Regions from separate parts of the Mus musculus genome. Here all the other regions are linked to region 3. The links are chromatin contacts, called in public HiChIP or PLAC-seq and promoter capture Hi-C maps. All regions are on one chromosome and are shown on one strand. Each heading gives the region's core, a stretch centred on a gene start, on an enhancer-like site or on the middle of the called end of the contact. The rest is flanking DNA. Distances are from core to core; before and after follow the strand shown. Region 1 overlaps Brdt (bromodomain, testis-specific). Region 2 holds the start of Brdt (bromodomain, testis-specific). Region 3 holds the start of Cdc7 (cell division cycle 7 (S. cerevisiae)). Region 4 overlaps Tgfbr3 (transforming growth factor, beta receptor III). Region 5 holds the start of Barhl2 (BarH like homeobox 2). Region 6 holds the start of Ephx4 (epoxide hydrolase 4).

The links. HiChIP or PLAC-seq counts read pairs in DNA pulled down with a chosen protein or histone mark. Capture Hi-C pulls out chosen DNA fragments and counts their contacts.
Region 1: an H3K27ac HiChIP or PLAC-seq map of DN3 thymocytes shows a contact between it and region 3, with 7 times the contacts expected there. The contact joins the enhancer-like site here to the promoter of Cdc7 in region 3. A contact is called at or near these places in 11 of 39 promoter capture datasets (the 3T3-L1 cell line, the HPC-7 cell line, HPC-7-derived erythroid cells and 5 more), 21 of 115 datasets of contacts at active chromatin or transcription factors (DN3 thymocytes, the NIH/3T3 cell line, the SCID.adh cell line and 17 more) and 3 of 9 other capture datasets (adipose tissue, liver and macrophages).
Region 2: a contact with region 3 is called in an H3K4me3 HiChIP or PLAC-seq map of embryonic limb bud, with 9 times the contacts expected there. The contact joins the promoter of Brdt here to the promoter of Cdc7 in region 3. A contact is called at or near these places in 13 of 39 promoter capture datasets (the C10 cell line, HPC-7-derived erythroid cells, cancer-associated fibroblasts and 9 more), 1 of 15 datasets of contacts at CTCF or cohesin (the NIH/3T3 cell line), 3 of 484 Hi-C or Micro-C datasets (double positive thymocytes, embryonic fibroblasts and uterus), 26 of 115 datasets of contacts at active chromatin or transcription factors (the 230-238 cell line, the NIH/3T3 cell line, T-cell acute lymphoblastic leukemia and 16 more) and 4 of 9 other capture datasets (adipose tissue, embryonic stem cells, liver and 1 more).
Region 4: an H3K27ac HiChIP or PLAC-seq map of epiblast stem cells shows a contact between it and region 3, with 4 times the contacts expected there. The contact joins the enhancer-like site here to the promoter of Cdc7 in region 3. A contact is called at or near these places in 2 of 39 promoter capture datasets (cranial neural crest and stem cell-derived epiblast-like cells), 19 of 115 datasets of contacts at active chromatin or transcription factors (CD8 T cells, T-cell acute lymphoblastic leukemia, acute myeloid leukemia and 14 more) and 2 of 9 other capture datasets (adipose tissue and liver).
Region 5: a contact with region 3 is called in an H3K27ac HiChIP or PLAC-seq map of extraembryonic endoderm stem cells, with 17 times the contacts expected there. The contact joins the promoter of Barhl2 here to the promoter of Cdc7 in region 3. A contact is called at or near these places in 2 of 39 promoter capture datasets (cranial neural crest and embryonic stem cells), 2 of 484 Hi-C or Micro-C datasets (Th1 cells and embryonic stem cells) and 6 of 115 datasets of contacts at active chromatin or transcription factors (embryonic stem cells, extraembryonic endoderm stem cells and large pre-B cells).
Region 6: a contact with region 3 is called in a promoter capture Hi-C map of adipose tissue, with 4 times the contacts expected there. The contact joins the promoter of Ephx4 here to the promoter of Cdc7 in region 3. A contact is called at or near these places in 8 of 39 promoter capture datasets (3T3-L1-derived adipocytes, cranial neural crest, embryonic stem cells and 4 more), 15 of 115 datasets of contacts at active chromatin or transcription factors (the NIH/3T3 cell line, T-cell acute lymphoblastic leukemia, bone marrow-derived macrophages and 10 more) and 1 of 9 other capture datasets (adipose tissue).

Annotation. Positions count from the first base shown.
Region 1 is chr5:107,370,539-107,375,293 of GRCm38.p6, reverse strand. The region is part of intron 15 of Brdt (bromodomain, testis-specific); the gene reads right to left. It overlaps Gm17202 (a long non-coding RNA gene), which reads left to right. Exons shown (of 5, transcript XR_389494.4): 5 at 4,239-4,675. Among named protein-coding and RNA genes, the nearest start is that of Ephx4, 31 kb to the left of the region's middle. Within about 2 kb of position 2,308, at least 27 of the 459 cell types and tissues checked have an H3K27ac peak or open chromatin away from gene starts, as enhancers often do. A contact at or near this core is called in DN3 thymocytes, the SCID.adh cell line and T-cell acute lymphoblastic leukemia, where this site is marked.
Region 2 is chr5:107,329,424-107,333,861 of GRCm38.p6, reverse strand. It overlaps Brdt (bromodomain, testis-specific), which reads right to left and starts at 2,668. Exons shown (of 19, transcript NM_054054.2): 1 at 2,555-2,668.
Region 3 is chr5:106,960,983-106,965,728 of GRCm38.p6, reverse strand. It overlaps Cdc7 (cell division cycle 7 (S. cerevisiae)), which reads right to left and starts at 1,407. Exons shown (of 12, transcript NM_009863.3): 1 at 1,304-1,407; 2 at 615-796. The coding sequence starts at 711.
Region 4 is chr5:107,267,236-107,271,630 of GRCm38.p6, reverse strand. All of the region lies in intron 1 of Tgfbr3 (transforming growth factor, beta receptor III), which reads left to right. Among named protein-coding and RNA genes, the nearest start is that of Tgfbr3, 20 kb to the left of the region's middle. Within about 2 kb of position 2,765, at least 108 of the 459 cell types and tissues checked have an H3K27ac peak or open chromatin away from gene starts, as enhancers often do. A contact at or near this core is called in adipose tissue, embryonic limb bud, epiblast stem cells and 2 more, where this site is marked.
Region 5 is chr5:106,456,819-106,461,685 of GRCm38.p6, reverse strand. Barhl2 (BarH like homeobox 2) reads left to right here and starts at 3,520. Exons shown (of 3, transcript NM_001005477.1): 1 at 3,520-4,460. The coding sequence starts at 3,845. It overlaps Gm33151 (a long non-coding RNA gene), which reads right to left and starts at 3,094. Exons shown (of 2, transcript XR_389476.3): 1 at 2,798-3,094; 2 at 1,947-2,243.
Region 6 is chr5:107,401,603-107,405,993 of GRCm38.p6, reverse strand. Ephx4 (epoxide hydrolase 4) reads right to left here and starts at 2,481. Exons shown (of 7, transcript NM_001001804.2): 1 at 2,219-2,481. The coding sequence starts at 2,443. It overlaps Gm17202 (a long non-coding RNA gene), which reads left to right. Exons shown (of 5, transcript XR_389494.4): 3 at 381-823.

The DNA.
Region 1 (4,755 bases), core at 1,059-3,558, 410 kb before region 3:
TTTCCCTCTCAGGGAGCACTGCAGAAGAGGCAGTGACGGGGATAGGAAGGAGCACAATGAAGGGCTGTCTTCTAGACATGACATGGATGTTGCATTCATGAGCTCACAGTAGTTATCTGAACAAGATCAAGCTGGTCAGCATTTCATCATGGAGAATAGGAGCTCACAAGCCCCACCCCTGCCTGAGGAGCTCACAAGCCCCACCCCTAGCTGAGGAGCTCACAAGCCCCACACCTAGCTGAGGAGCTAGCTATTGGCAGTTGATGGATTCTGGGGATAGAGTCCTTGTTTGTTTGGCAATATGGCTACTGGTGGGTTGCCCAGGCTGTAGTGGAGGCTCTACATCAGTGTGCATCCCACAGCAATCAACACTGACTGGACTCTGTGGATTTGGTTTTTGTTTTGTTTTGTTTTGTTTTTGAGACAGGATTTCTCTGTATAGCCCTGGCTGTCCTGGAACTCACTCTGTAGACCAGGCTGGCCTCGAACTCAGAAATCCGTCTGCCTCTGCCTCCCGAGTGCTAGGATTAAAGGCGTGCACCACCACGCCTGGCAGATTTGGTTTTTAATAAAAGAGGAGGATATGAAATTGGGAGGAGACATGCAGAGAGATGTTCAAGTGGAGTTGGAGGGGATGTGACAGGACAGAGACACAAAATACAACAATCCCGTTTGAACTCTCACCAGTATTGATTGGTTGATTAAAGGACAGAGAAGAAAAAGCAAAATTAGCTGACCCAAACTCATAAAATTCTAGATCATCTAATGCTGTGGGGATGTATATCTAAGCTTCTACCTCCCTTCAGTCCCTTGACTAAATCATGCTTGTCTTCAAGCTGAGGTTAGGGTAGAGCTAGAAACAGAACAGAGAGAGAATGTGACACTGTCAGAGGAGGAGTGTGTGGGTTAAAGAACAGATCTTACGTTTAAACCCTGGACAGCCCAACACACCCAAACTTCACAAGATCCCGGACACTCAACACGCGTGCACTTCTTAAACTCACGTGGAATGGAAAGCAAAGTTCAGAACTACAACCCTTCTGAGCTGCCACCAGACTTAGGCAGGAAGGAGAGTCTGTGTGGAAAGTAGAAACTCTAGAATGATTCTCAACTTGTTGATAAGAGGTAGCAGTGTTGCTATCACTAAATAAAAGGGGAAGATTAGGATCTGGATGTTGAAAGGCTGCAGAGGTGGCACTGGCTGTTTTTCAGTTCCCATCACCCACACATGATGTACAACCATCCATAACTCTAGTTCTAGAGGAGCTAAGCCTGTCTTCCAGCCTCTGTGGGCTTCAGGCATGTACATGGTGCATAGACAAGCATGCAGACAACACACATATGACATAAGAATTAAAATAATAAGTAAAACCCTTTTTAAAATCTGGGGATTGAAAAGTGGGTATTTGGCCGGGTATGCCTTTAATCCCAGCACTTGGGAGGCAGAGGCAGGCAGATCTCTGAGTTCGAGGCCAGCCTGGTCTACAGAGTGAGTTCCAGGACAGCCAGGACTACACAGAGAAACCCTGTCTCAAAAACCCAAAAAAGGAAAAGTGAGAATTTTGTTTTCACATGGTTTGCAATGGTTACTTGATGTTTAAATAAAGATGCTCTAGTGTTGTATAAGTATGCCTGGGGCCAGGTACATTTGAATTGTGCAAGTAACAGAAAAAACAAAAAACAAAAAAAAACCCAGAGATTTCCCAGATGCAGTCTACATCAGGTTGTCTCTCAGCCTTTCCGTCTCATGCTATCGAGACTCACTGTGGTCAGCACACTGCTTTGAGGGGAAGATCAGGACTTGTTCAGCAAGGCTGGGTGGGAAGCTCTGTGGTTAAGTAGGAAGGGAAGCAGCTGGCTGGGGGCAGTGACACGCACCTGTTTCCCCAGCACTTGGGACGCTGAGGTAGGTGGATTATGAGTTTGAGAATATGTGGGCTATATACATAGCACAATCCTGTCTCAAAAGAAAACAAAAGTTAAAGCTATCAATCAACCTTATCTAAAGGCAGTCATACCAAAAGGTGACTGCAGGAAACATTCAGAGAGGTGGGACAATCAAGAGAACAGGGTCATCGAAGCCTAGGATGGCAGGAAGGGTCCAACTGGGAGCAGCACGACCACAAAAGTTATCACTTGACACATCAAATACCATAGCTCTCCTTTCTCTGGAGTCCTCACCTCTAGTCCTTGCGAGCTTCCTTCCCATGAACCGATGCTGGCCCACCTACCATAACTAACACAGCACAAGTGCCTTGTGGGTGCAGTGCTCAGCCTGCCTGAGAAGAGTCTTTCAACCTTTTATTTTTTTCTCTTTGGAGCACTCACCACAACATCTCATTGTCTCCTCTTCTGCTCTACAAGAGCTACCCCTAGCCTCCCTTTACAGGAAGTTTAACTGCCCTAAGCACCGTCTTTGCTCAGAGCTCCATCAGCTTTCTACTAACTGCACTCTCACCCAAGACCAAAGCCTTTCAGCTGCTAGGGTCTCTGTGATCTGCCCTGCCGACCTGTTCATACTTATTTCTACATTTCCTGTTGATCAAACCAGTCATGTTGAGGTCAGTTTCTTAAAAGTTTTTGAACATTCTGTTCTTCCATCCAGACTGCTCAGTCTAAATGCATACAGGGAAGTCTTATCTGCTGCAGTGTCCAGCTCAGATGTCCACAGCAGGGTGCCCCTTTCTGAAGGTTTAGGCATCAGGCTTGCCTTGCCAAGGCCAGGGTTAAGTGGGAATCTAGACGCCGCTCTAGCCTCTTCCTTCTTTTCAAGGGCGCCACCATCTCCCCACTTGCTCGCTCACAATCGCACGCTAGACAGCAGCAGGTTCTTCCTACTTGGCTCGGGCTTTATTAATGCCTTTGAACATTCGGACCTTTCCAACTGAAAAAAATAACTCTCATGGCTGCTTTAAAAAGTTCTGTCTTTGTGTTAATAACCCAGCTATTTCCCCTTGGCCTCACTGAGGCATCCACCAGGGTCTACGCAGTTTGTAGAACCCTGGCTGCTACAACTCCTACGTAAGCTTGGAAGAGCAGCGCTTCTGCTGTCCGTTTAGACCTCTCTGTCCCTGTGTCCACTGCAGCCTCTGCAGCCAGTGTCTGTTTAGACCCCTCTGTCCCTGTGTCCACTGCAGCCTCTGCAGCCAGTGGCCCAGGTGGTGGCCCTTCTCAGCCCTCTCTCCTCTCATTACCTCTCCTTCCTTTTTGTCTCCTGTCTTTCTAATTTTTCCTCTTCTTCTTTTAAGATCAGGATGGCCTCAAACTTCCAGCTTAGACAAGCCTCACGCTGCAGTGCAGCATCAGGACCAGTGCTTTGATTTGTTAATCTCTTTACTGACATTTTCTTTCCTAGAACTACTCTTCTTAGTTTGCATATTTATTTCTTCCTTCCTTCCTTCCTTCCTTCCTTCCTTCCTTCCTTCCTTCCTTCTGTCCTTCCTTCTGTCCTTCCTTCCTTCCTTCCTTCCTTCCTTCCTTCCTTCCTTCCTTCTGTCCTTCCTTCCTTCCTTCCTTCCTTCCTTCCTTCCTTCCTTCCTTCCTTCCTTCCTTCCTTCTGTCCTTCCTTCCTTCCTTCCTTCCTTCCTTCCTTCCTTCCTTCCTTCCTTCCTTCTCGTGGTTTCCTAAATTACATCCATTTTATCTTAATCGCTTGTGGCAATGCTTAAGTGATGTTAGACTCTTTAGTCCCAGATACCCATTTCTGCTTTTACTCACCCAGCTGCATAGCCAAATGAGCTCTACCTCGTACTTCCCGTCCAGCTGTTAGGTTATCTCCTCTCAAGCCTTACACCTTCTGCTACAAAACTACCTTCCTATGCTCATAGCATTAGTTTTGGTTGTAGTAACTTTGACTTAGACGACAAACTCAGCTTTCTTCCATGGTACTGACTAATCAGAGTATCTTCAACTTAACCCACAATTTAGTAAGCAGCAAATTTTTTCTTTATAAACTTTTTATTGCTGTTTTGCCCAGTGCTGGGTTCTGAACCTCAGGCTCATGCCTGTCAGGCAAGTGTTTTACCAATAAGCTACTCCCTCATCCCCTAAAGTATTGTAGTTCTTTTTTTTTTTTTCTTTTTTGCAGGGGGGGGGGGTGAGGGTGTCTTTTTGTTTGTTTGACATGTTTCTGTTTGAAGTTCCTTGTTGCATAAAAATTAAAAGTTGAAATGCTATGGTAGTCTGAGAAAGAAACTGTGACCTAGGACAGCTACATGTTCTTCTTATTCTTCTCACAGGATGCAAATGCTCTCCCTCTGGACACAATTCACCCTGCCTTAGCTGGCTCGACAATCTGCACCTGCCTCTTTCTCTCTGGTTTGTAGGGCCTTTTGTATTTTGGAGGGTGGTGGGTACTGGGAAATAAACCAGAGACCTCATATATGCCAACAATACAATCTACCACTGAGCTACAAGCCTAGTCCCCATCCATGTTTTTCTTGATCTCCATTTTCTTCTCCTCAAGGATGAGCTGTAATTTGAGTTACAGACAAAGCAGAGTAGCATGGAGCCCAACACCAGCGGCAACAAGAGCATCAAGACCCCAGTGCCCTTCCCAGGCTGGATCAGCTCAAGGCCTTCCCTGGGTACATAGTGAGGTCAGGGAGAGGCTGGAGGAGCTGCAACTCTGACAAAGGAAAACAAAACCTGCTTTGTTCTCTCCACACCACTGCAGCTTGCTTTCCACATGGTGGTAGAGCAGCATTTTCCAAGTAGCTAGAATATGGTTAAACTTGGGTAGTAAAAGAGATTTTT
Region 2 (4,438 bases), core at 1,419-3,918, 370 kb before region 3:
AAACACGGGCAAAGGACTTCTTTGGAGAGGTTTCGCTCCAAAAAAGAGATGCACAAGGGGCTAAAAAGGGGCTCAGGGGTTAAGATCTGGGGCTGCTCTCCCAGAGGTCCAGAGTTTGGTTCCCAGCAACAGCTGGCTCACAATTACCTATAACTCCAGCTTCAAAGGATCCAGCTTCCCTTTGGCTTCAGAGAGCATTTGCATGCATGTGCATATAAACGCACATGCCTACACATAAATAAATAAAAGTATTTAAAAACATATACATGGCATATAAAAGATAAAAGTAGGTTAAAAATCCAGAAATAGTAGTAAATAAGTAAATTAGATAGACAGATAGATAGATTAGAGGTTATGATATCATTAATGTCTCTTCATACCTAGGACTTGAAACACCATGAATTATCCTGACTCTTCCTCAAAACAATGTCTTCTCGTAATCCTATTACCTCCTTGGAGCCTCAACATTGGTTTGTGGATCTCACACGGAGTACCCCAAAATCTGCATTGTGTGCGTTACCTGCTTCACACCTGGCTTCCTCCCCACTCCTTACAACTTCCCCTACACTGACACTCACCACGGTCAGTTCTTAAGTCACCCCTACACTAACAGTCACCACGGTCAGTTCTTAAGTCACCCCTACACTAACAGTCAACACGGTCAGTTCTTAAATCCAATGGACTCTTGCTGTACTTTACCTGACCAGACTGCTTGGCAGTCTGTCACGTCACTAGACTATCACTGTGACACTCCTAAAACTCTTGTCTGTTTTCCAGGACACCGTCTTCCAAATTCTATTTGTTCATCTATTAAATATGTGTAAAGCACTTAGAAGGATGTCAAGCCCAGCGTTACAGCTGAGGTTGGAGACTTCTTTCAGGTCCTTGTGAACAGGTGATTATCACTTGACAAACATAAGTAGTGCTTTGACAGTAAAAACGGGGCATTGGGGGACCAGAGAGGAAAGAGAGGCGTCAGTCACCTCCTTCCTGACAGTGTCTGCTGTGCGAACTTTTCTTTCTAGTCCCATTCTTAATCCCCCCTCCCTCTTTTTCCTCTCCCTGTTTTCCTTCCTTCCTTCCTTCCTTCATGTCTCTCTCAGTCTTTCTCCCCAACTCCCTTTCTTATGTAACCCAGGCTGGCCTCAAACTCACTCTGTAGCCAAGGATGACCTAGGATTCCTGGTCCTCCTACCTGGACCTCCCAAGTGTTGAGATTATAGGCGTTGGGTACCATGCCTGCCCATCCCCCCTTAACTCCATCTACACCTTTGCTTTATGCCAACCTCAGTCACCCCAAGACCTCAAGATAGATAGTAAGTGCTTTTTTGTACAGACTACTATCCTCTGTCCTACACACCACCAGGTTCTGTTTCACTGCTTGTCACCCCCCCCCTCCCCCAATATAAGCTCATGCAACACAGTGATGTTCCCAGTTTTTCATTCAAGCACTTGTTTAAGACCAAACTTTTCAACAGCCTGGCCTTTAGGACATATCGATCCTTTAATAAACTGTCACCTTACTCACTGTGAGACTTAGCTCTTGCTATTCCATCAACCCAACATTATAGCAGCCACTCACAAATGAGCAATTCTGGGTTAGAGATATGTCTCAGTGGTTAGAAGTGCTTATAGGACAATCCTGTGGACCAGCAGGCCAGAGAGCCGTGCATACCCAGCTCCCACATAACAGGCATACACATACACACACACACACATTTTCTTTTAAAACTTAGAAAATCTTGCCAGGTGTTGTGATAAACATCTATAATCCCCACACTACTGAGGCGGAGGCAGACAAGGCCAGTCTGGACTACCGAGCCAAACAATTATGCCCGGCTCCATCCACCTCACTCTATGTATTGACTTCTGAATCACTTCTACACCAGAACTGCCGTTATCACTCTTAAATCCAGCTTCCATCTGCTCCTGGAGATCGGGCTGTCTTTTGTGAGCCACCTCCCTCGTTCCTTCCCACATACCTGCTCCTTCCCGTGGGTCCATAGGCACTCTTGTCCATGCACAAGGCCAGTGCCCGGAGGTGGGGCACACTCTAACCCACAGCACACAGCAGAAGGTTTGGTATATTCCAAGGCGCTCCATAAGAGTAGGAGACTGAATCAAGGACCAGGATTTTCCTGTCCTCGATATCCACAAACAGAACAGACACAACAAAGGCGCTTTAAATATTCTCCGGCCTCTCAAAACTACAGTACAGAAAATGGCCCGACACTCCAACCACAAAGAAAACCGTTATACCCTGGACTTTGTGCCAACCTCCTTCCAAGCCTTGGGTAGGAAGGCTAAGTACTAGAAGCAGAAAAAAAGGGGAGAAAGTGGGACCACAAGTTCGCAGCTGGTCAAGACCAAAGGAAGGCAGCTCCCAGCTCACCAGGGCTTCAGGCGTCACGCACTCGGTTGGGCAATGGCCTCCCAACTGCCCTCCTTGAGGCCCAGCGCTCATGGGGGAGGGGAGAGGCAAAAAACCGTTATTCTCACCCAAAGAGCCGCCTGGGGCGGCCCCAGGGCCGAGCCTCTGTAGCAATGGTAGTACCTCTTAGGAAAGGGCCTTATCCGATCACCCTTTCAGTTTGCACTAGATGAAGCAGTGCAGGACCGTCGCTCCCGGTTCTCCACCGGTGGCCGCCAGCTCTCGCCCGGATGGCGGCTGTCAGCAGCCAGCGACTGGCGCCTTTATGGGACTCACCCGCGAGCAGCCTGCTGATTGGCCAGGGTCTGCCACGTGACTGTGCCTGCGCCTCAAACCGCGCGGAGGTGTGAGTCAGGTCTGTGGCGGCTGAGGCTTTGAAGTTAGGCTGCGTGGGCTGGGCGTATTCGCTCCGTGCCGCCACTCCCTAGGAGGGCGTGGGCCTGCAAGCACAGTGGAGCTGTGAGAATTTTACTGTTTGCTTGCTTGGTTGGTTTAGGTTTTGCAATTATTATTTACTTGTTCTTTTATCTGGAGGTGGTCTCGGGTAGCCTTCCGTGACCTGGAGTGATCCTGGGATGGGCTTGAAGGACCTGTACTCCAGGCCAAGGACTTTCCTGTGTTTTGTTTTCCAAACAAGGAGAGTGGCGTTACTATGTTTTTTATTCTGTATGCTTTCCATGAAGAGGACTACCTCCAAGAGTCAGTTCTCACTTTCCAACCATGTGGATCCCAAGGATAGCCACTCTGGTCATAGGTGCGGCCGGCACCTTTAACCCATGAGCCATCTCCTTGGTCCAAGAGGTTTGCTTTTGAAGCCACTTTCTCATCATGGTCTGACCCTGTGCTGTTACTTTGGGTGTTCCTGAGTTTAATCTGGTGACATTTGTCTTTTGTTTCAGACTTCTGTATAGCTCTGGTCTCTAGTCTCAAATCGATAATAGATACTTAATGTATTGTTTTGTTCTTTTGGTTTTTTGAGACAGGGTTTCTCTATGTAGTTCTGACTTTTCGGGGCTATGCTAACTTGTTAACTCACACAAATCTGCCTGCCTCTGCCCTCTGCATGCTGGGGTTAAACTGGGGTTAAAGGCGGGGACCGCCACACCCGGGATACTCACTGTTTTTTTGTTGTTTTTTTTTTTAAGTAATCCTGCTGGGCGAGGTGGCGCACACCTTTAATCCCAGCACTTGGGAGGCAGAGGCAGGCGTATTTCTGAGTTCCAGGACAGCCAGGGCTTCACAGAGAAACCCTGTTCAAAAAACAAAACAAACAAACAAACAAAGTAACCCTTTTCACAGCTGCACAAAGTGATTAAGGATTTCGAGTTTTAGTAACTACCTCCAGATGTCTTGGGGCTTGTGGGCATTTAAATTTAGCGAGCCTAAGGGTATGTTTAGCATGATAGGTTTTTGTTTGTTTGTTTGTTTTAATCCTATCACAATGTCTCCATTTGTTGTTTTGAGACAGGTTTCACTGAAGCTCAGGCTGACCTTAAACTGGCTGTGTAGATCCAGCTAGCGTCTTGCCTGCCTGCTTCCTGAATGCTGGGATTAAAGGTGTTTACCTCAGGCCTACCTCCAAATTAGTAGTCCTAGATGCACCAAGGAGAAAGGAGAGAACAGCTGGGTTGCCTTAACTTGCCGAGAAAAAAAAACATCTGAGCATCATCAGTGGCTAAGCATTGTCTTCATCCCTGTGGAGAAAACACCTCAAGACTGTGCTCTCAAAGGAAGCAGGACAACCTCTCACTAGAAGCTATAGACCTCCACACATATAGCTGTCCCCTCAGAAGGCTCTTCTCCCCAAAACACAAAAAGTGGCTTACTTCAGACATAGAGTTAGAAAGTACTCCTTTTTCTTTTTCTCTTTTTTCTCTTTCTTTTTCTTTCTTTCTTTCTCTTTCTTTCTTTCTTTCTTTCTTCTCTTTCTTCTCTTTCTTTCTTTCTTTCTTCTTTCCTTCCTTCCTTCCTTTCTTTCTTTCTTTCTTTCTTTCTTTCTTCCTTCCT
Region 3 (4,746 bases), core at 158-2,657:
GTTTCTTGGGGTGGGGCTGAGGCAGGGTTGAACTCCTGATCTCCACCTCCCCTTGGGTTTACAGACGTTTACCTCTATGTCCTGCTGAAAGTACACAATATGGGACTTTTCAGCCACCTTCTAAAACTAGAGTCTGCGGCTGAGCTACATTCCACTTTACGAAGAAAAAAGTATCCGTTACAAACATTCCACTTGTTTCTGCCTGTGAATTTTGTTTATGAATCCTTAATCCCTTCCCCACCAATTCCTAAAACCAAACTTTACACAGTAAGGCTACAGTGGGTGTGGAAGAAAAAAGTCAGGTGTCAACAAACATGCTTTCCTAAAAAGCCACTAATATTTGGACCCAACCGACGTCCTCTAAAATGAAAACTGGATTCCACACCTCTTAAAACGCGATCCAATCCTAAATCTAGACTTCATGATATTATGTTGACATGTGAAATTTAAACATACAACTCAGTTTACTAGTCAGGTGTGTGTGTGGTTTTTCTGTTTATTTCTGGGAGTGTAATTTAATTACATTTCTTTTTTCCCCTTTCCTCGAATTAGAAGATGCAGACTGGCTGCCCGTGCGACTTCAGAACCGTGTGACCGTGGCATTGAGCACATACCTGAAAGTTTAACACTCTGCTCATATTTTTTTAAAGAGTCATCAGCCGGACACCTGTCACTGCCACGAAGGGAAGAAAACGCCATTGGCTCCTCCATCTGAGTCCCCAAAGAGGCTTCCACTACGCACGACTGGGATGCAAAGAGCGGGCTACGGGGTCATGTGCACAGGCGAGAGCAGCAGCTGTGAAAATCACAACACGGTGAGAAGGGCGAAGTAGCTCACCCAAGCAGGCACGCACCAAACCACCTGCCCTTCAGGAGGTAGCACTAAAACCCGCACCATATGTCCAAATCCCAGCCGGAGCGGCGTCGCTGCCACTGGCCTGCGGCGAGCACTCCCGCGGGGGACAGGTGGAGCGGGCTGCAGCCGGCTAGGGATCCCCGGGAGGCTGCGGGGAAGGACTGCGGTTTGCCCGGGAGGAAGTCGCTCGCCAGGGCGTGACACTCCACTCGACTGGAGCCGACCGAGGGCAGCAGGGTGCCAACAGAAGGATAAATGAATGAATGGGCCGCCCTGGGCGAGTGCGTAGGGCGGACTGTCCGCCAGTGCCAACGGGAAGCTCAGTGCGCAGGCGCACCTCTTCCCGCCGCGGGATGCCCGCAGGGCGACACGACCTAAGTCACGATCAAGAACTCGTCCCCGGTCCCTCACCGTCCACGGCAGGGGGGAAAACTGTCAGAAACTCACGGTTCACAGAAGTTAGGACGTCCGCGGTCGCTTCCCTCAGGAGCGTCCCACTGAGCCGGGCCGCCAGGCGCGCATGCGCGATTCTTCCCGCGCTGCTTTGAATTGCTCATGCGCATTCCGAAGCCCTCGGCGCCTGCGCAAGAGGCGTGGTTTTTCAAGGCGGGGCGGTCGGAAAGGAAGAGTGCAGCAGAGAGGGCTCGGTGGTCCTTTGCTGAGTTAGCGAGCCCCAGGACTAAAAAGGCGCCCGGGATTCCTCGTCCCGTCGCCCGGTCCTTAGCGTTCTCTCTCGGCCTCACACTGTGGTCTCAACACGCTGGACACTTCTCGGGTAAAAGGCACTTGGTTGAGTCCGGTTTTACTTTTCTCAACGAAAAACAAAAAGTTTAACCACTGGTTCTTGAGGATCTTATAGTAGAGACCAGCTGCAATGTATGTTGATCATTTATTTAGTTGTGATATAAACCAGTTTTTAGGGACTGAGCGAATAACGGTGGTGAATAAGGCAGTCAAAAAGCTATCCCAATTTCGCGTCTTTTAGTAACCCACTAAGTCTATATTGCGTGGGTGTGGAGTGATCCACTGGATTATGCATCGGACTCTTAACACCGGTTGCATCTCCAAAAAGAATGATCCCTCCTGGCCTGGCAACTACGCTCTGCCAGGGCCTCAGTAAGGGACTGGGCCAGGAAATTCCCTACCCCATCAATGCTGGAATTTTGGCCCCTCTTGTTCAGGTAACCCCACTATCGAGAGTCATGCCATAGCCAGAACTTGACAACCCCAGCTCTGACATTCTTAGACGACAGTCCACCTCCACTAGAGCAGCCTAGCCCAGACCAGAGAGAGTGTCCAGCTATAGGCATGTTTATTCAATCAATAATTTTTACTAGCTCCTGGAATATCATAACTGTGATTTTCATGCTACAATCTGTTTACATGGTATACAGGTGTGTGTATGTGTGTAAATACATACATAGTAAAAGAATTTCTAAGGAGTTAGTATTATTACCATTCATTAGATTAGTTAACACAGTGAAAGACCACAAATATTTTTTTTACTTTAGCATTAATAGTGAAGAATTATAAGTAGTGTTTTCTGATAGTTCTTTTTTTTACAAGAAAGCCCCAATTTACCTTTTGCCCATGAAAAATACATTTACCTCATAATCTTCCACAAGGCACAGATGGAGAAAATATGACAAAACTCTATGCTGATTTTATTAGTCAGGGTTCTTTAAGGAACAGAATTGACAGAATGAGTATGCAGATGTGTGAATGTATGTATTTATGTGAATGTGTATATATGTGTATGTGCTATTTATCAGAGTGGCATGCATGCTGTGGTCCAGGTTGTCCAACAATGGAAAGGCAAAGAATCTGGTATCTTTGCTGGATGTCTCAGTAGTTCCAATCTGCTGCTGGTGTCCCAGGGAATTCCTAGAGAGCTTCTGACCTTCAGTTTGCTTCCAAAGGAGTGGTTCCAACACCAATGACAGCTCAGCATCAGGGTAAATGGACTTGCCAGTGAGAGCAAGGGGAGCAGGCAAAGAGCAAAGCTTCCTTCTCTTACTTCCGACTGTGTGGGCTGCCAGCAGCAGTGGTGGTCTAGATTCACGGTGGACCTTCTCATCTCAGATGATCGGGATTTACAGTGGATCTCCCACCTCAAACAAACAAACCTAGAAAAGTCCCTCATAGGAAGACCCACATGCTTGAGTTTCAGTTCATTCCAGATGCAGCTAAGCTGAGAACCAAGATTAGCCACCATACCCTTGTCCTTGTTAAAAGCATGGCTGCAGGGCTGAAGACATGGTTTAGCGTTTAAGAGCACTGGCTGCTCTTTCAAAGGACTAAGGTTTACATCCCAGTACCCACATGGCAGTTCACAACTGTCTGTAACTCCAGTTCCAGGTGACCTGACAGACCTCTATGGAGGCAGAACATCGATGTAAATACATTTTTAAAGTTTCTTTGTTTTAAAGCATGACTGGACAGTCAGTGAGTCTGATGATAAGAAGGAAGGGAAGAAACTAGGAATGATGGTTATGTTGTAATTTCAGCACTTGGGAAGATGAGACAGGAGGATCATCACAAGTTTGAAGGCAATCTCGGCTACATTAGAGAGACCTTAGTTCAAAAGCTAAAAAAAATAAAAGTGTAAAGGTAAGGGAGAGCTGTCATAGGTGTGAGGCAGTGGTGGAGCTCTTCACGCTCCTCAACTTCAAGGCCCCGAGTTCACTCCCTAGTACCACCACTATGAACACACACACACTCACATACATTCACATACACTGCACACACTCAACACATAGACAGTTTATCCCCAGATATCATTCAATGCTAGAAATACCTCTCTGACTCTTCCTCCAAAGCAAGAACTTTGTTTTCAGAGATATAGGGAGCCAGTGGGGAATCAAGGTCTTCTCAAAGAGCTTGAGTTATATACTTTGTCTGTGAGTGTATGCACACATGTGTGTAGGAGGGTGCATGTGTATCTGTGTGCATGTGGGTAGAAGCAAGAGGATATCCTCAGGTTTCATCATTTCTCAGGTGCTGTCTATCTTTTGTTTTGTTGAGACAGGGTCTTTCTTTGACTTCGAACTCTCCAACTAGGCTAGGCAGGCTGGCCAGCTTTCTATAAGTTCCACCCACTTCTGCCTTCCTGTTATTGGGATCACAAGATCACACACAAACCCCACTTTAAAAATATGGTTTTTTGGCCTCCAATTCAGGTTCTCACTCTTCTAGGTCAAGGGCTTTACCAGTGCATCGAACTCTCCAGCCCAAGCTATACACTTCAAGAATATAGAGCTCCCATCTCTCATGGTCATTGCATAGGTAAGGAAGTAATGTGGGGACCAACTATCAAAAGAGAAAACAGAGACCCGCAAACGAGAATCGTTAGTGCCTTCTTAGAAACAACATAAAAGAGAGCATCTCAAATATCAGCCTTAAAATTAGAACAGAAGCCAATATACATTCTGGTATTTGATCCTAGAAAGAGACAAAGATCTTCTAAACACTCTTCTATCTGACAGAAATCATGTCTCCCAGATGGTGTTAGGCTTCAGTAATCAGAATTTCTGGCCCTGTGAATCACATCTGGAACTTGTCAAAGCAAGTTAACTTTACAAGACAGCTCCTTGTGGCAGCACCTCTGGCCAGGGTGCTCCTTCTGTCGAATTCCCACTGTCCTTTCCCCTTGAATAGTCACCGTGATTATAAAAATGAGGGGAACATTCCCTTAAACCTCAGGTTGTGCTTGGGGGAAAAGTGGGGGAAGATAACAAGGTTGCCATGATAATCACTAACAATCAGCATTCCAAATGTTCTTCTCTCTTAAGCAAACCTTGAGTGAGCAGTTACGGAAATGAATGTGGCTATCTTGTTATATTTGCTCTTCTACAGTAAGAGATTAGGAAATTCTTTTAACAAACGTAGCA
Region 4 (4,395 bases), core at 1,516-4,015, 300 kb before region 3:
ATCGATTCTTTGTGAGTTTCGCATACTGAACCCCAGTCCTGTTTATCTCCCTATCCCCTCATATCTGCCCTTCACTCTTGCAGTGTTCCCCGCCTCCAAATAAAAAACACATGCATAGAAGGCATCTCTTTGTGGAAACTGTAATCTGTGGCAGTGTGTCCTGAAGTACACCCCTCTGTCCACACATCCTTACTTGCAAATGTTCATTGCTATGAGTCGTTGGTGTGGTTCAAGGCATCTGTTTTCTGTGACGCCATCAATACTGGGTCCTCACCGAGACGCCTCTGGTTATCTTGTTGCTGCCCTGTGTCGTGGAGATCCTGCAGATTTGCATTTCACACATCTCAACAGCTCACAGATGATATAGATTTTTGGGTGGGCCAATTCAGAGCCCTGGATCTGGGCCTGGGTGGCAGCTGAGCCGGTTAAGTGTGGCAGCTCTTCCTTGTCTACACTGCAGGGGTAAGCTCCCCAGCACTGCTCTCCCTGGGCCACCTAGAGCCACCATCTGCAGGAGACAGAGTCAGCTAGCTCTCTTGCCCTCATGAGAACAAGATCTTCAAATGACCTGCAGGTCTGATTCCTGTCAGTATCAGGAGACATCACCACTCAGGTCTGTGTCCTTGCTGTGAAAAACTCCAGAATTTGTCCTCGTCAGGCTGCCTGTTCATCATAGCTGCCCCTGTGGTCCAGACTCAAGTCGTAGTTATAGTAAGTAGTGCTTTGTGTAGGGTCTGTGTCAGTATTTGCTGTCAGCACTGCCAGCCCCTGCCCTTCTGTTTCAGAGATGGAATGTTGGAGGTGAATGGCGGCCTGCTTGTAGAGCAGAGTAGTGGTGGTGGTCAGTGCAGTGATCATGGAAAAGATCTTGTCTCTAGTCCTGACCTTACTGTGTTATTCTGGGCAAGTGTTCATCTTGCCGTTTGGGGCCCCTCTTCACTCGTGAAGTCAAATGCTTCCAACTTCAAAAGTTACTTATGCTAATTTAAAACACTTTTCAAATTAATATAGATCAGTTGTATAAAGTATGGTTTCCTTTGTATGATTTAACATTATTGTTATTGTTATTATTATTATTGTTGTTGTTATTATTATTATTGCAGGCACATGTGTGCCACAATATGCCATGTCATTTCTCTGGTCCGAAATAATAGTTGTTTTGAAATAACCTTTATACATATTCATATAACATTCTTTGGTCGTAGTCACTCTCTAGCTAGCTGACTTTAAACAGTTATTTATTATATGTCAAGCTTTCAAGTATGTAAAGACTGCCTTTCTTTTCTTTTTTTTCTTTTTTTTCTTTTTTTTTGGTTTTTCGAGACAGGGTTTCTCTGTGTAACCCTGGCTGTCCTGGAACTCACTTTGTAGACCAGGCTGGCCTCGAACTCAGAAATCCGCCTGCCTCTGCCTCCCAAGTGCTGGGATTAAAGGCGTGTGCCACCACACCCGGCTTAAGACTGCCTTTCTTAACTGAGTAACTGAACAGTTACAAGTTAATTGTGAATTATGTCTCACTTTGAAAGGTGTCCTGTACTTAGCCATCTTAAGAATAGCTAGCACATTTTTTTCTTCCTGGCTACCAGACATCCATTTTGCCACATTTCCCTCTAAAAACAATGTTTTCCCTTCATTAAAACAAACAAACAAAATCTTCCGGGCCATCAAGATGGTCTAACAGTAAATGTGCTTGCTGTGCATAGCCTACACCTGATGACTGAGTTAGATTCTTAAACTGACTCAGAGCTGGAAGAGAAAGGACTTCACAAAGTTGTTTTCTGACATCTGCATGGGCTGCCCAATGCACATGTACACACATGTACATACATGTACATGGTGTCATACATGCCCCCATACACCCACACAAATGTACATAGACACATACATATACATACACAGATACACATACAGACACACACCACACACACAGATTGACAGATGCACACATACCACACACAGACAGAGACACACCACACACACAGAGGAACATACACACATGTACACACACAAATATATATAATATATTATATATAGAGACACATATACAACGATACACACAGACAAACACATACACACCACACACACACAGATGGATAAATATACACACACAAATATACATAGACACACACATATACATATACCAGATACACACACACACACACACACACCACACACACAAATTGACAGATGCTCACACACCACACACGGACAGAGACATACCACACACACACACACACACACACACACACACACACACACACGGAGGGACATACACACATCACACACACAAATATACACACACACACACACACAGATACACAGAGACAGACACACACCACACAGACGGACACACAAACACACACAGATAGACACAAACACGCACACACACACACATTCCTTCCTTAGTCTAGGCTTTTCTAAGTAGCTCCTTTGGAGCGTGGGTCTAGATTCGTGGTGCTGTCAAGGATTTGGTTGAGCAGGCTTTCCTCAGCTAATCCCTGTATTTACCCAAATGCTTTGCTGGTTCTCAGGAATGTGCAGCAGCCAGCTCTGATTAATGGTCTCAGAAGTAAACACAGCATGCTCCGAAATCAACAGACTTAGCAAGCGGCACATTCTTCTTTGTTTTTAACCTGTGAGTGCCCCCCCCCCCCTGTTTTCTTCTGCTAATTTGTGGTGCTAAAGGCTCCCATCCCCAGCAGTGGAGCACACTGCTGTGAAGCTTTGGGTGGCGAGCAAAGAGATCACTCTGCAGTCGCCTCCAGATTGTTCCAGGGTCTCAGTGGTTCTACTTACGCACTCACACAGCTCATGAGCCCAAAGAGATTTCATGATGTCAAGGCGGGTCAGCAGCTAAGTGACTATGACAGAACCTCACCTGAAAGAGGAGTTGGTGTTTTCTGGTTTTATTTCAGAGGTACACAATTATGGAGGCCTGGCTCCACCCAGCATTCAGCTGAGGGGCTGGATTCCTGAGTCATGCCACAGCTCTGGTCTGTAGTCTTGGCTGGACATCAGCCAGGTGGGACCCCTGGGATTCCCTTCCTGTCCTCCCAGGCCCTAGAACTCTGTCAGCACACTGGGGAGATTAGACAAAAAAAAAAAAAAAAAAACCCTCGCAGTTTGCTTTCTTTTCGAACACGTTCTCATAAAGAGGGGCTTCAGCTCAAAGAAGCTCCTTCTTTGTTCACCACAGCTGTGTGGAGTCTCAACTTGTCCTGCACTTCCTCGGAGATGTCTCGAGATCCGGAGTGAACTTGCTGTGGTTGCCTTTGGGCATCAAACTGTTTAGCTTGGCTCGATTATATAATAATTATATAATTGCCCAATATTCTTGTCAGCAATTTGCAGGCCGTATTTTTAATAGGGCCATTTGCCTTTCTTTCCATGGTTCCTTCAGGACTGGTGTAAGCTCCTGGATTATTGCAGCGCAGCCCCACAGGCCCTGCACAGATGTGAGCAGAGGTGACGCGCGCCCTGGGCTGCCTGTGGTTATTTGCTCCATAAAAATCCTCCTGTAAACCATCTTCTCAGTGCTCCTTATGGGTCTTTGCTTTAGTAAGATTTCTGTTGGTGTTCGTTGAAATGGTATATTCTTTCAGGGAGATTTCTCTTTATTAACCCGTTTAGGAAATCTAATTTTTGAAGAAAAAAACCTGGAAACAAACTCTCCAGCTTATTAACCCATTTAGGAAATCTAATTTTTGAAGAGGAAAAACGGGAGACAAACTCTCAGTGTTGTTGTCGAGTTCTTAAGCAAACAGACATTTCCATTTATCTGATGGTGAGAGAAAGGCGAGGCTTCCAGGGGTTAGCTGAAGTAAATTTCGTGGCTTTCAAATAAGTTTTCTAACTTGTCAGCATTGCTGGTAACTTTGTTCTCCCTTGACCTTGACTTCTTTCTCCCTGTGGCAATACACAAAACTTGTTGGGCAGGAGCTAAGAATTACATGAATGACCGACCACACTCCGATCTTTTCAGTTATCAGCAAGAAGACCTCAAAGAGAATGGGGTAGTGATCAAAATAGCTGATATTTTTTGATTGATAGCGTATTATATGTGTGGCACCTTATAAACCTGGGTGCGCGCTCTCTCTCTCTCTCTCTCTCTGTGCCTCTCTCTGTCTCTGTCTCTCTTTCTCCCTCTGCATCTCTGTCTCTCTCTCTCACACATACATATATATATTTCAACTGTCTCAAACAAAGCAACAACCTCCCCTCCCCCGATACACATATCAGTCACAAATCTCAGCTAGATGACGGCCACACCTTTAATTCCAGAACTCAGGGGTCAGAGGCAGGTGGATCTCTGTGAGTTTGTGGCCAGCCTGTTCTACAGAGTGAGTACAGACCTACCAGGACTACAGTGAGACCTTGCCTCAAACAAACCACACT
Region 5 (4,867 bases), core at 2,271-4,770, 510 kb after region 3:
TTTAAGAATTTTCTTTCAAAGAAAGCAAAGGAAGAAAGACAATGAGGGTCTGGAGTTGGAAGATTCTTTGTAGATTTATGTTAGTTTAGCATATGATGTACTTAAAATTCAGCCAATGCACCATATCTATTTGCTTGAAAACAAGAGAAATAAACCTGTTTCCCCACCAGACGGTCTCTCTGTAGCCCTGGCTGTCCTGGAACTCACTGTGTAGATCAGGCTGGCCTAGAGCTTAGAGGTTTGCCTCTGCCTCCAGAGTACTAGGGATAAAGGCATGCATCACCACGCCCCCCCCCCGATGAATTTTGATTCATTTTTAAAGATGAAAAGCGAGTGCTTTTTTTGTATGCCAGAAAATGACTTTTTAGGTATACATTGCATATACCCTATAGGAAAATGATAACAAAACAGATATGTATCTGGGGTAGGGAAGAACCGAGAAAAGTTAACCATAGCTCTGGGGGATTTGTCATTAAGATTGTCCCCTTTGATTTTTGAGGACATTCCTCGCATTCCCTGGGATCCCAATCAGTGGCTCATATTCTCTTCACCACAATTGCTTCTGAAGACTAAGAGCTAACCTCTCCAACCCTAGAAAATTTGGTATTGACTTTTCTTTAAAAATATAATCGGAAACATTCACAGGGTTGGGGGCCTACTGAGTTTGCTTTGGAGTTTCATGGATCCCCATCCCCTGAGCGCGCGCGTACACACACACACACACACACACACACACACACACACACACACACAGAGGCCCTCTTTTCCTTTCTCTTCACATTCCATCTTTTCTTAGGTCATATCCCCATCGCCTCCCTGCCAATGTTGCGAATTATTCCAAGAAAAACACCCTGCCGACCTGCCCCGCACAAGCTGTGCCGTCAGCCTTTGAGCTCTTGAGTCGTTGTGGGCGTTGGAACAAAACAAAAACAGGCTTAAATGAATTATTTATCAAGGTCGAGAATAATTGATTTGTGCAGGGCCGTCAGTACTGGATTTTAAATGTTTCTTCCCCTTCCTCGCTTTCGAAAGCTGGCTGTGAATTGGGGCCCCCAGCTCGAGGAGCGCTTCATTTGGATTGTTTTGGGGGTGATGGAAACTCTAATCGATAACGGACCAGGAAGGAAGAGTAGCGTTTGCCGCACTCCAGGCACCCTTCCGCCCTTTCCGCAGGGGTCATCTGTGCCAGGGGCTCAGGGTGCCAACAATGTCTATCCGGGGCTTGGGAGTCTGAGATCAGTTGCCTCAGTAAAATCAGACCCCAGCCCGTGGTCGCAAGCTCTGAAGGGAAGACCAAGGCCTAACCTGGGAGGGTCTGCAGGGCTAGCACCCAGTTCTGGCGCCAAAGACTACTACTGTCTAAAGACTCTGAGGCGGCAGCCTAGACAGGCCCGTCGCCACCCGCGGGGGCGAGCCACGTGGCTATAGAGGGTTTCCTGGATCCCTCAGGCCACCAGCGTCTGCCTGCAGCACGTCTTGGCTTCGGCTCACCAACCGTAGTTCCGTGATAAATAAATGTCTGCTCGCCTAAGAAAGGAGAGTGCTATCTAGATGGTCTTGGTAGCCTCAGTACCTTTTCAGAGACAGGGGGACGATAAGTGACACCATGACGGTAGGAAACAGCTCAACACACTCTTGAAATAACGCGGGAGACACCCCCACCCCAACCCGGACCAAAGATCTAGATGTCCTTAGGATGAATCACCACCATCTTCCAGATCTGGGACTCACCCCGGAGGAAGGAAGATCTCAGGAGGTCATATGCCTCCGGGATACCTCTCAAGAGGGTCCTCAACCAGACAAGAAAAGAAAAGAAAAGAAAAGAAAAGAAAAGAAAAGAAAAGAAAAGAAAAGAAAAGAAAAGCAAGGCGACGTCCATAATCGCCACTAAACCCTGTCCTTTACTGACATCATTCTATACGGTCACGGAAACGATGCCAACCACGCAGATTCATAAGGTTCTTAAAAATGGTAATTTGGAGTAAAATGTAACTCAAAGAACTTTGAATCATTCATTAGCACCTTATAATTACTCTGCTAATTAGGTTGACACGGCACTTAATCAGGAGTAATACGCCGGCTTGTCACTGGCGCTTCCCATTACTCTGACATTCAACAAGAGACAGGTTGGAGACGTCCTGAAGAAAGAATGCAAGTTGATACCCTCCGACAAGGCGGCGTCACAGTCGCGTTCCAGGTCCCAAATGGATCGGCGGTGACTGTTTCCTTTCCAAAACCAAGGCCTGCCACAGTGGGGAGGGGATGGAAGCATTGGAGGGAGGAGCTGCGGGAGCTCAGGCTGCGGACCAGCCACCCAGTTCCCGCGGCCCCACAGCAGCCTGATGCCGCAGGGAACCACAGCTGCCCGCGCCGCTGGAGAACGCCTCGCCCGGGGTTTTTCCCGGTTCGGGAGAAAGTGCTTGGCCCGGCATTTCTTCCAGCACAGGCTCTGACTGGAGACAAAGCGGGATTTGGAGCCAAAGGCCCGATCCTTCCCGACAGGGGGGTCAAAGATGTAGCCCCCCAGCTCAGTGCCTCTCCTGGATCTGCTACCCGGTTGGACCGAGCTGGAGCGCACCGGCTCCTGTGGGGAGAGTAGAGCTCAGACGTTGCAGGCCCACGCGGAGCTCTGGCTCTGGTGTCACACACTTCCCCGTGGGGTCCCTCAGCACCTCTATCCCCTGCTCCTCGTGTTTCCGCTCTGCTCAAGCGTGCTTGGGAACCGTGCGAGCGGGGCTGCGCTGCAGGCCACCGGGAGCCGCAGGATCCTTTTGCCCTTCGCGGCCTCTCCACTCACCCTCCAATCTGACTTAGCACGGGCACATCTAACGATCCGTACTGCTTCCCCGCTTCCCGCCCGGGGGCTCCCTTCTCCAGTGCCCTTCTGGTCTCTCCCCATCTCCCTGGCCGGGTACTCGTTACAGTGGGTACCACTTGGACCCCTGGAGTAGGCGTTGGGCTCAGGGCTGCGGGCGCACCGAGGTTCGGTTCTCAAAAGAGCAGCGGGGTTCGAGGCGCGCTGCTGACGGGCTGGCCAGGAGCGCGCCCATTGGCTCCCGGCACGCCGGCGTCGCTGGCTGGCGCGCAGCGGCCAATGGGGCGCGGGGCCCGGGCGGCGGGGGCGCGGGCGGGGAGCGGCGGCGGGGGCCGTGACGTCACGGGAGGGGGTCGGCGCCGCCCGCGAGCCCGCGGATGACAAGCCAACGCGCGGGGCAGCGGCGGGAGTCGCCGGGCGCCGCCTGTCCGCGGTCTCCTGCGCCCGCGCTTGCTCCTTCGCTGCTTCTCCTCCTCCCGGGGCGGCGGCGGCCGCGTTCGCTCCGCAACTTTCCAACAAAGTTCAGAAACTCGGCTCCGGGACTGCCGGGTCACGCACGGCGGTCACCTCCGGGACCGCCCGGCCTTAGCGGTCGCTGCACCTGCTCCGGCCGCCGCCGCCGCCGCCCGGGATCGGGCAGTGGGCAGACCCAGGCGGCGGCGGTGGCGGTGCAGGTGGCGGCGGCGGGGTTGCTCCAGCGGCCAGCATCTTAGTCTCGGTGCTGCTCTCCGCTGCCACCGCCCACGTGCGCGGTGGTCCAGCGGAGCGGAGCACACCTTCCCGCTTGTGGCATTTGGGGGCTTTCCCCTCAAATTTTTTTCTCTTTACTTTTTGTATAAGGGGGAAAAGTTGAGTCGAAAGTGCCCACCAATTGTCACCTCCCATTATCCTTCATTCCCTCCCCACTTTTTTTTTTTTTTAAAGCAGTGTCAACGCTTTTTAGTGTCTATTTTGTTTTACGATCGGTAGTTTCCCTTGCTTGGTCCCGGCGGCGGCTGATCCGCGGAGTAGCGTGGACCTCATGTAGAAATGACAGCAATGGAAGGGGCCAGCGGGTCGAGTTTTGGAATAGACACTATTTTGTCCGGTGCCGGTTCCGGGAGCCCCGGCATGATGAACGGGGATTTCCGATCGCTCGGTGAAGCGAGGACAACGGATTTTAGGAGCCAGGCCACCCCGTCACCCTGTTCGGAGATTGATACCGTGGGAACGGCGCCCTCTTCACCGATCTCGGTCACCCTGGAACCCCCGGAGCCGCATCTTGTGACAGACGGACCCCAGCATCACCATCACCTCCACCACAGCCAACAGCCGCCGCCACCATCCGCGGTCCCCGCGCAAAGTTTGCAGCCTTCGCCCCAACAGCAACCGCCGCCGCAGCCGCAGTCAGCAGCCCAGCAGCTGGGCTCGGCCGCCGCGGCCCCCAGGACTTCCACCTCTTCCTTTTTAATTAAGGACATCTTGGGAGACAGCAAACCCCTGGCGGCTTGTGCACCCTACAGCACCAGCGTTTCTTCTCCTCATCACACCCCGAAGCAGGAGAGCAACGCGGCACACGAGAGCTTCAGGCCAAAGCTTGAGCAGGAGGACGGCAAAACCAAGCTGGACAAGAGAGAAGACCCCCAGAGCGACATCAAATGCCACGGTGAGTTGCGCCGGAGCTGCCCGGGTCACTTGAGTGACCGCCGAAGGAGAGGGGCCTAGGCGTGCGATTTAGCGACGCACCTTAAGTTCTGTTGGTTACATTTCTGCCCCACAACCTTTGCGGCCATCCGGCTCCGTTCTTTGTTTTACTTAATTTTAAATGTGCTGGAGGAAGGTGGTAACTGAAGAGATAGGATGGGAGACACTTTTCGTTGAAAACAGAGGCTTACTTGGGATTTTTTTTTTTTCTTCTTTTAGCTGAGACCTTGGGAATGGGAGTGGGAAGGGGTGGAGAGAAGCTGGTAGCCAGTTGTGGTTGTCTAGGTCTGTGATCACAACTTGATGTTTATTTTTGAATGCAATACCACCCCAGTATTTTCCAAATGCCCCCTCCATGTTTTCTAAATG
Region 6 (4,391 bases), core at 1,232-3,731, 440 kb before region 3:
ACATCAAACTAAGACATTTAGTATTTCCCTGTTACTAAAAACATTCTCGCTTGAATTACTTTAATATCAAGAAATAAATATTAACAACATATTATCAATAGAATAAAGGGACTAATTCACCTTTGTGGGTATTCCCTTTGGAATACCCCTTACTTGCTCTGTTACAAGGTCTGTGTATATATTTTGAGCTTCTGGAGCAATGTTACAATGTAGCTTTCGTCTTTGTGAGGTGTGACGTTTTATCCCCTGCAGGATACATAAATAATTCTGATCTGAATTTCAATGTTGCAAAGTGTATCTCACATATTTTTTTTCCTCAGTTGCCTGTCAAGAGCTGCAGTATCACTTATGTAATTCACACCCCCTTCTCTTATTTTTAGGCATCTCCTTCCCACACTGCGATCTGAGTGTTTCATATACGCTCTCCTTTCCTGCCTGCTCCCTCTGTCACATCTGTGTTTCTAACAGTGGACTATATCAGTGCCCAAGACTTCACGCCACATTTGGGAGATGACTAACCCCAGAAAAGGAAAGGACTGGGAACAAGAGAAGAATGCTGCAGACATCAAGGATATGGGAGCATAGACAAGAAAGGAAGAGAGAAAAGCTAAATCCCTGCAAGTATGAGGGGAAGACAGCACAAGTCAAAGCTGGCCATGGACTCTGTCTCTGGCGTGTCATTGCCCTTGATTCCACCACCTTACTAAGAAAACAAGGCCCAAGGGCTGAGGTTGCAGAGCAGTGGCAGAGCATTTGCCTTTCAAGCATGAGACCCGAGCTTCAGTCCCCAGCACTGCCGTCCCTTCCCCTAAATGAGGTCCAAGTAAGTCACATAAGTCATGAAGGTCATGGGAGTCATGAGCGGGCTAAGGATGTAGCTCAGTGGCAGAGCACTCGCCTGGCATGACCAATGTGTCCCCCGGCGTCACTAAATAAACAAGTTAAGAGGAATGAAGTATACAGGTGACTAGAGTCACCACTATTTCTTCCTTCTGCTTTTGAGGGGAAAAGAGAGTAATTCTGAGGAATCCAGGAAGAGTCATAAGCTGTGTTTCATCCTTAAGTTGGACAGAATTAACAAATGTGACTTGGCTGTTATCTTTTAAAAATTATTTTAGTGGTGGTGAGTCTTGGAAGAATAAAATGCCAGGGCCACCAGATTGGATTTAATAAAGATTTTATCGCACTGGGTATATGCCAGGTTGATAATTATAATGATGAATTATAAATTATACTAAGTTATAGGTCCGTTGGCCTATGTTTTCTTCTCTTTTTCTTTGTGGTTCTCTTCCTCCTCCTCCTCCTCCTCCTCCTCTCCTTCTTCTCGAAACATGAACATACTTAATTCTCACATCAGTTTCAGGCTCCTTTTGCCTTTCTGAATCCCAGTTGCTGGGGAGTTTAGCTGCTGATTAAACGTCAGGCAGGACTCAGTAACACAAATATCTCCTTGTATGTTGCCTTTGAAAGGCTTGTGAGTCAGACTGTAGGTCGTATCACAGAGACTGTATCACTCCACCACCTGGCATCAGGAAATAGACCGTCTGTGGGCTGTGACAGAAGCTTGGACGAGGACGGACAATGAAAATCTGTTGGCACGGTTGACACTTTTATTTAAGCACAGAGAATGGAGCTTTATTAAGAAGTGGGTACCTACTTTGTATTCCATTCTCTCCTATTTTTGACTTTTTGCACCTACTTCCTTCCTCACAAACACAAACCATTTCTTATCCTTTAGTGCTGCCTAGGTCATCTGAGATTAGAAATGACTTTCCAAAGAACTGTCCACTCCCTCCATCTCAAAATCTGGACAGCAGGGCACCGCCAGGAGCATTATCCTGCAACTGATCTGAGCCCTAAAAGGCAAAAAAGGTAACAGGAGATAGCTTCTCCTTGCAGTAGGAGAGGGAGCAGAATTATTCTGAGTTGCTTCAGCAGGAGGAGGATCCAGTTAGAGAAATTTCACGTTCTGAAACACGCACCTCCCCCCCTCCACACACACACATAGGTTAAGGAGAGAGTGGAAAGCCATGATACTGACCCGCGGAACAGCCCCTGGCCAGGTCCCTCCTGCCTCCCCCTGGGGTCCTCCGGGTGCCCGCAGCCATCGGGACGCATCTAGGAACAATCGGCCCGGCGCCCTAGGCACCGCGGCTTCCAGGGCTCCCCACCCGCGTCCCTCTCCCTCCCCTGTCTCCAGGCCCGCGTCGGCCTTCACCTTGATGCGCACGTAGCAGTGAGTCCCTAAGGAGGGGTCGTTCAGGCACGCCGGAGGGTTGGCCCGGGCCGCCCGGCGGAAGGTCTGCGCCGGCGCCCTACCGATGCTCCACAAAAGTTTGAGCAGGTGGACGGAGGCGCACAGCCCGCAGTAGCCGTACACCAGGGACCAGTAGAGCAGGGCGCGCAGCGCGGGCAGCAGGCGGGGCGGGCGCGGCGGGGCCATGGGCGCCTGCGGGAGCCGAGCTGCGGCGTCCCTCCCGCGCCCGCCCGCTCGCCCCGCACACGCCGCGCGCCCGGGCCTCGGGGACCGCGCAGGGCGAGGCCCGGGCTGTCCTCCCGTGCCACGTCGCTAGAGCCGAGCGACATGAAGGCGACGCCGAACGCCATCCCCAGGTCCTGTCGAAGCTCCGGGCTCTGAACAGGTCCCAGCGCCCCGGTCCCAGAAGCCGCAGACCTTTTCCCGGATGTGAGAATCGCGGAGGGCGGGAGGGACTTTTGTACTGAACTGTGGTAATTATTTCTTCAGGTGGGCATCCCTAACACAATCTCTTACAGATATTAACTGTTTCTTAACTGAGTTCAAAGTTACCAAACACCCCAGCCAGAAAAAGCAAAAAGGCACTTTACACCAAGGCACAAGCAATCAATTAGCTTGTCCCTACCCTTAGCAAGGACTCCTCCCTCCTCCCTCTCTTCTTAATGTTCCCCTCCCCCTCCCTCCTCCCGCCCCCATTGGTGTAACTCTACAATAGTTTATCAGCCCTACCCCCACCCCGCCCCGTTAAGAAACATTCATTCTTCTTAGTCTTCCTTTACGTTCCTGTTTCCCTTCTCTTCCCTGACCTCCCTTGTGTGTGTGTGTGTGTGTGTGTGTGTCCGTCCGTCCGTCCGTCCGTCCTTCTAGAGATGCAGTTACAGGTGACTGTGCACCCCTCACCTCCGGAACTGAACTCAGGTCCTCTGAAAAAGCAGCCAGTACTCTTAACTGGTGAGCCATCTCTACTCATTCCTTCCATCTGAATAGCTTAGGGCTGTTATAAGTGTATCTACATAAAATGTTTCTGTGTGAACGTTTTTTTTTTCCTATTTCACCTAGAAATGAGACAGTGGGATAAGGTGGGTAAGTGTACCTTTGGCTTTCTGCGACAGAATCAAACTGGCTTCCAGAATGACTGCTCGGTGCTAGAGGTGTTGCTTAGAGCCTGGGTCCCATTCTTTAAAGCACTGTGTACTGAACTCTTAATTTCATTTGTTCCAGAGGTGCAGAGTGAACCCTTGATTCTCAATAAGAGGCACTATCTTCCGGAAGGAAGGAGCTGCCTGAGGGCAGAGCATGGGGGAGGGCAGCTGGGGAAGTGAATGTTTTAGAACAAAGTTTAATGACACATATGTCTGAATATGCCACAAAGGCTACCGCGTTATTACTGTTAATTACTGTTAAATAATGAATAAAAAGAATAAAGCCTACATTTATTTCCTAATGGCGAATAGTACCAGGCATCTTCTGTGTGATCACATGTCACTCAGCTATACTTTTCTCGACAAAGTGTCTATACAAATCTTCTGCTTGGTGTTGATCCCTGCCCCACCCCCATGGAAGCAGGGGTGGTGGGCCTGCATTCACTAGCTCTGGGCTATATCCACAAATGCTTTTGTTCTTTGGGTTGTTTTTTTTGTGGGGGGGGGTTGCTTTTACAGGCTTTATTTATATATTTGTGTATACTTATACATACATATGTATGTGTATAGCAATACTACTCAGCTATTAAAAATAATAAATTTATGAAATTCTTATGCAAATGGATGGATCTGGAGGATATCATCCTGAGTGAGGTAACCCAATCACGAAAGAATACACATGATATGCACTCACTGATAAGTGCATATTAGCCCAGAAACTTAGACTACCCAAGATATAATTTGCAAAACACAAGAAAATCAAGAAGAAGGAAGACCAAAGTGTAGATACTTCGTTCCTCCTTAGAATGGGGAACAAAATACCCATGGAAGGAGTTACAGAGACAAAGTTTGGAGCTGAGATGGAAGGAAGAACCATCCAGAGACTGTCCCACCTGGGGATCCATCCCATCAACATCCACCAAACCCAGATACTATTGCATATGCCAGCAAGCTTTTGCTGACAGGACCCTGATATAGCTGTTCTTTGTTTT